2 separate regions of the Mus musculus genome follow, and region 2 is linked to region 1. Evidence: chromatin contacts called from public HiChIP or PLAC-seq data. All regions are on one chromosome and are shown on one strand. Each heading gives the region's core, a stretch centred on a gene start, on an enhancer-like site or on the middle of the called end of the contact. The rest is flanking DNA. Distances are from core to core; before and after follow the strand shown. Region 1 has its middle 44 kb from the start of Pik3r1. Region 2 overlaps Gm29927 (a long non-coding RNA gene).

Region 1 (2,730 bases), core at 85-2,584:
AGATGGGCACCACTCTGCCAAGGGCCTCCAGACCCAGGTTCTGCCACAAGTGTTTTGTGCCCTGTTCTCCCACGGAGGTCACCCAACAAGACCAAGCCAGTCACTGAAGCTATGGCCAAAGGGTGTCTGGAGCTCTGCCCGGAGAGATCAAAGGGACTTTTCCAAAGAAGCACCCTGGAGCTCCCGGGAGACGTTTCAGCTGCGCCATGACTAGTGAGTTCTGAAGGCAAAGGACCTTTTCTAATCCACCAATAACCAAATAAATACATAAATCAAATAAAATGTAAAAACTCCATCTACTCTGCCGAAAGAAAGGCAGAAATCATCTCTCTACATGAAACAGCATTCTACAGGTCGTGCCATGAAGGGACAGATGAGAAAGTATTACAACAAATTTATAAGTGAGCTGAACGGTTAAACTGTAATAAACCATTGGCTATTACTTAATGCCAATTATTTATATTATTATATTTATATTACTATTTGTATCATCTTCTGGGTGCCTTCTATTATTTGTAAGAAGTTGTGACTTTCTTATTTATTTTAAAATAGACATTCGCTCTTGAGCCTAATTTAATATCCTTGCTCATAACAAAGGTGCCATGTTTTACCAGCTTTATGAAAACCTGGGTCTGCCCTCAAGAGAAAATAGATTTTAATGAACTGTACCAGATAGATAATAAATAAGAAATCACCGGCTCCAAGAGAAAACAATTCCTTTATCTGCTTAGAAACACAAAAACCAAAACCGAACCAAAGCAAAACAACTCTATTAAATTCTCATTCTTACTGGTCTTTACTGAAAAGCCAAACAAGGGTGCTCAAAGTACTTAACGTCTACCAAAGCTGCCTATCCCGACCTCGGTGGAAAAGGCAGGCCCAACCCCGTCTTCTAAATGGGAAGAAGGCCAGTTTGCCTGAGCCTGTTTTTTGGAAAGAAATTAAAAGATGGATAGCCCCTTGCCCTGATTGAAAACCATCTCATTTCATCAGTATATTTCTTTAGAAATGAGTTCCGAATTCAGAGGCAGCTGCTTCCAAACGTCTCTGTGAACCACACCAGCCAATGTTTTCCATTTCCTCGGGAGTGAACCGCAGGGCTGCAAGCCACGGAAGAGAACTGCCTGCCCATTTTGTTGCAACGAAACCAAAGAGCTCTTGATTTATCAGTACATTTGACACAGTCTTTATTGCGCTTACGGGGATGAGGGTTGAGGATGGGCAGTGGGAATAAAGGTTGTAAATCTTCTAAATGCAAGCCCTCTAAAGTAGGCCAATTGGTCAGCTGTGAACTTGGCAGCATCCTGAGGCATGTGTGCTGGGCAGCTTGGGAACACGATGTTCTGTTTCACTTCTGAGAGCAGAGGGAAGTGGGATAAAAGGAGGGCTCAGCCCAGGACAGAGAGGGCTCAGCCCAGGACAGAGAAGGCTCAGCACAGACGGGAGAAAGAAAGGGTGAGGGGCGAGGCTGGCGGGGATTTGGAGGGGGTACCAAGACAGAAGATCAGGGGAAAGAGAGATCTCACGGCAGCTAGAGAGACTGTGGTTCTGATGTTCGCTGAAACAACTTTCTAGAAGATTCGGAGTGCTTGTGTGACTGAAGGCTAAAGCTAACAACTGGCTTGTTTAATGTTAGAGACACGATGAGAGTTTTGCAAACCTCCTTGAGAATAACGATGACTTTATAAGCTGTGAGCTTTAAAGATGTGTGGCAAAAAAAAAAAAAAAAAAAAAAAAAAAAAAAGCATATTCAAAAGGGAAACCTGGGCTGCTTTACATCTTCTTTTCATAAGGACTCGCTTGGGGTTTCTCAAACCTAAATTTACATTTTATATTGTTTTAATAAATGTCTAGCTGTTTATGTGAAAAATGACACAATAAATAAAAATGATAAAGCCTTTTGACATATTAAGTGGTGACTCATTGCAAGCCATAGAAAGTAAATTACTTACTGGCTTCCCTTCCTCTCTCCCTCTTCAGAGTCCCCCTGTCCTTTCCTGTAATGGTCAGGAGAGAACTCAGACACAGTGGCCACAGTTCAAGAAAGACAAGGGCGACCGTAAACTATACCTTAACTTGTGGAACTTCTTCATGGGGCGAGAACAACTGCCTATACCTTCAGGTTTGTTTTTCCCAGTAATTTTGAATTGCATTGACACGATGTTCCATCAGGTAAAATCATTCACAATTGGCAGTATGCAATGAAGATGCTCATATATTTTTTTTCTTCAAGTATGCAAACAGCCAGCTTGAAAGAACAGAGGTTTACACGAGCGATCACTGTTTAGTTTTTCACGCACACTATTATTTAAAGGTATTAAGTAAATGAAATCCACCTCTTAAGGGATTTTTCTGTATTTACACATTATTTCCTCCATTAATTGACAGACTAAGCTTAATTGTAAAGACAAACCTGATTTTTACTCAGCTGTACCTCTTCTCTCCCCCCACCCCTCGCCCCCGTTACACCCCAAAAGAGAAAAACAAAAAGTCCCCTATTTATCAGTGTAAAAAGCACCTCAGATGCGGAGGCCAACAGACTCAGCTGGTCTTTGTAAAGGAGTTTATAGCTTTCAGCTGAGCTCTCTAAGTGAGCCTTCTCATTCTCAGCTGCTGGCTCTCTGCGAGCTCCCTGTGGCCTCTGACCTCATCTCCATGGAGACAGAGGTGGGAAGGGGGGAAAAAAAAAGAGAAGGAAACTTTTTAGGCAGCACTTCTAAGTCTCTGCTC
Region 2 (2,700 bases), core at 3-2,502, 760 kb after region 1:
CATGGGGTGTAAAGCCAAGGACAGAAATGATTGTATATTTCCTAGTCATTACATCTACATAGATTCATTGGCAGAAAGCCTGTTCCTGATGGATTGGATATAACTCAACTAAACCACCACTGATGAAAGTTCAACACTTGCTACATACAGGTCGCTGTGCCTGCTGATGGGAAGAAAAGAAAGCAGAGTGCTATGCCTCTACCCATAGACACACACTGGGACCTTATTATGACTTGTCTTGTTTCCTTTCTAATTGTAAATTATATTATAAAACCCTATGGGTTTCAAATATTATCATGAATTTCACTGTGCCTCACTCTGGGCACATTTTAAAATATCTAAATAGCTTTTATAAAGTTTTTTTTGCTATGTACAAAATATCTTCAGTAAATATATCATATGCAACATTACTTTCCATTTACTTAATGTAACATTCCAATAATTTTATATAGTAGTAATTTTATTTATCGTTGGACTCCAGGGTACCTATGGAAGGTAATAACTTCCTGCTTATTCAGCTAAAGACTTTGTTTTCTCTTTAACTGAGACTGCACAGCAGATGCAACCCCCGGTTAATGAGAAGCCAGAATTTACTTGAATATTACAGGTCATTAGTTGGGTGATTGTCTCACTATTACAGACTATTAAGAGGTTCTTTCTGTTTTCCTTCCTTTCTTTAGTTATCAACTCTATTCCTTAGAGCAACTATGTAGCTTTAGTTCTACTGTGGCAGATCCCTGCTAGAAAGACAACAACCAAGCAGTTAGTGGCTGTGTGTCCCTCTAGCCCATTAGAGCTGATCCTTTAAAGTTCTGTGTGGGAACTGGCTTGTTTGTGCTTCTATGTCCTCTGTTGTGTTCAAGGGTAACTGTTTCTCTGTGTAACGTTTCACATACTGCGTTTCCTTCTGTCTAAAACATTGCTCTAATTCTTAAAATTAGAAGTGACTTTTTCTGAAAGCTAGGAGAAGCAGCAGCTTAGCATGGTGGGGCATATGGCTTCTGACAGCCTTCTGACAAAGGGCACAGGCTCTGATCACAGGGCACAGGTCCCAAGAGGAAGTAGGAGGGATCAGGGGAATGTTACACCAGGCCAGCCCTACTTTTCTGCACAGAAAACCACAGACCTCCACACAAGAAAGGGAAATTCCCCAACCTCTGTGCCAGTTTCCAAACCATAGAAGATGGCCAGCCATTCTACACAAGCTGCAGTTTTCAACGGCCTTTTCAAGCATGCCTCACAGCTCTTGAATAAATCAGATCATCCTCAATTCCCAAAGAAAGTGGCTGAGTCACAGAGGCTTGGCAAGGTGGCTGGGGAAAGTCCCTTAGTGGGGGAGCTGAAGGCAGAAGGCAGAGCTCCCAACTCCTTGTCCTGGACAAGGGGAAAGAGGCCACCCTGCCTCTTTATTATGTCCATCAGGGAACAGAAAACCAATTGTGACCCCCTAAGTCTCACAAAAGAGCAGTTCACTGCACTGCCAACAGTGGGCTCTGAATAAACGAAGCCTTGTGCTAAAAGTCTGCTGATCACAGTGCTCTGCTCCAAAGCCCAGAGCACCCTGACAGGATGGCCAGGCCGCAACAACTCAATTGCCTGGTTGGTGGGCAGTCCGCTAGTGCACGGCTTGCCAGGGAAGGGGGAGTCAGTAGGTCAGCCATTGAGGCCATGTTCTAGAAGAAGATGGAAACAAAGCATGCAGAAAGCCTTTTCTTGTGAGCGAGTTAACCCTTGCTTCTGAGTCACATATTTGGACTCGTTGGAGGCTTACAAGCAATGTTGGCACACCTGCTGACATAGGCTCAAGAGGTTGAACATATTTTGTCTTAACATGCATGTAGGTTTGGGGCTATACTAATGATGCCCATGAGACCATGAACTGGACAAGGAATTCCCAGGAATATTCTAAAAAAAAAAAAAAAAAGCCAAGAACTCAGCTCTTAAATGCTCTCAAGTCTGTATTTTACCTCAAACAATATAAGGAGAAGGAAGCAGACACATTAAGATAAATTGCCCAAATTGGCTAAATTTCACTGTAATAACAACTCTAAAACCATAGTAACCAAGCAATTCTTATTTCTTATCATCTGTTGATAGAATGGCTCTGTTTATAAGAGTCAAATCCCCATTTTACATATTCTCAAGAGAGAAGGGACAGCTCTGCAGGGTCTCTCGCTGACATAAAATAATACAACTTTTAAGAGTGACACATGTCATTTTGCTCAAAATCCATTGGCCAAATCTACTTGTATTGTCCTTTTCAATCTTTTTTATTAGATATTTTCTTTATTTACATTTCAAATGTTGTCCCCCTTCCTGGTCTCCCTCCAAAATCCCCCCTTATCCCCTCTTCCCTCCCCCTGCTCACCAACCCACCCATTCCCACTTCCTGGCCCTGGCATTCCCCTATACTGGGGCATAGAGCCTTCACAGAACCAAGAGGCTCTCCTAGCATTGATGACCGAGTAGGCCATCCTCTGCTACATATGCAGCTGGAGCCATGAGTCCTACCATGTGTACTCTTTGGTTGGTGGTTTAGTCCCAGGGAGCTCTGGGGGTACTGATTAGTTCAAATTGTTGTTCCTCTTATGAAGCTATAAACCCCTTCAACTTCTTGGGTCCTTTCTCTAGCTCCTTCATTGGGGACCCTGTTCTCAGTCCAATGGATGGCTGTGAGCATCTCCTTCTGTATTTGTCAGG

What was found. HiChIP or PLAC-seq counts read pairs in DNA pulled down with a chosen protein or histone mark.
Region 2: a contact with region 1 is called in an H3K27ac HiChIP or PLAC-seq map of neural progenitor cells, with 26 times the contacts expected there. The contact joins two enhancer-like sites. A contact is called at or near these places in 3 of 484 Hi-C or Micro-C datasets (astrocytes, cerebral cortex and forebrain) and 7 of 115 datasets of contacts at active chromatin or transcription factors (the NIH/3T3 cell line, astrocytes, embryonic basal ganglia and 3 more).

What each region holds. Positions count from the first base shown.
Region 1 is chr13:101,810,812-101,813,541 of GRCm38.p6, forward strand. No RefSeq gene overlaps it. Among named protein-coding and RNA genes, the nearest start is that of Pik3r1, 44 kb to the left of the region's middle. Within about 2 kb of position 1,335, at least 107 of the 459 cell types and tissues checked have an H3K27ac peak or open chromatin away from gene starts, as enhancers often do. A contact at or near this core is called in cerebral cortex, forebrain, neural progenitor cells and 2 more, where this site is marked.
Region 2 is chr13:102,572,274-102,574,973 of GRCm38.p6, forward strand. All of the region lies in intron 1 of Gm29927 (a long non-coding RNA gene), which reads right to left. Among named protein-coding and RNA genes, the nearest start is that of Gm29927, 19 kb to the right of the region's middle. Within about 2 kb of position 1,253, at least 145 of the 459 cell types and tissues checked have an H3K27ac peak or open chromatin away from gene starts, as enhancers often do. A contact at or near this core is called in cerebral cortex, forebrain, neural progenitor cells and 2 more, where this site is marked.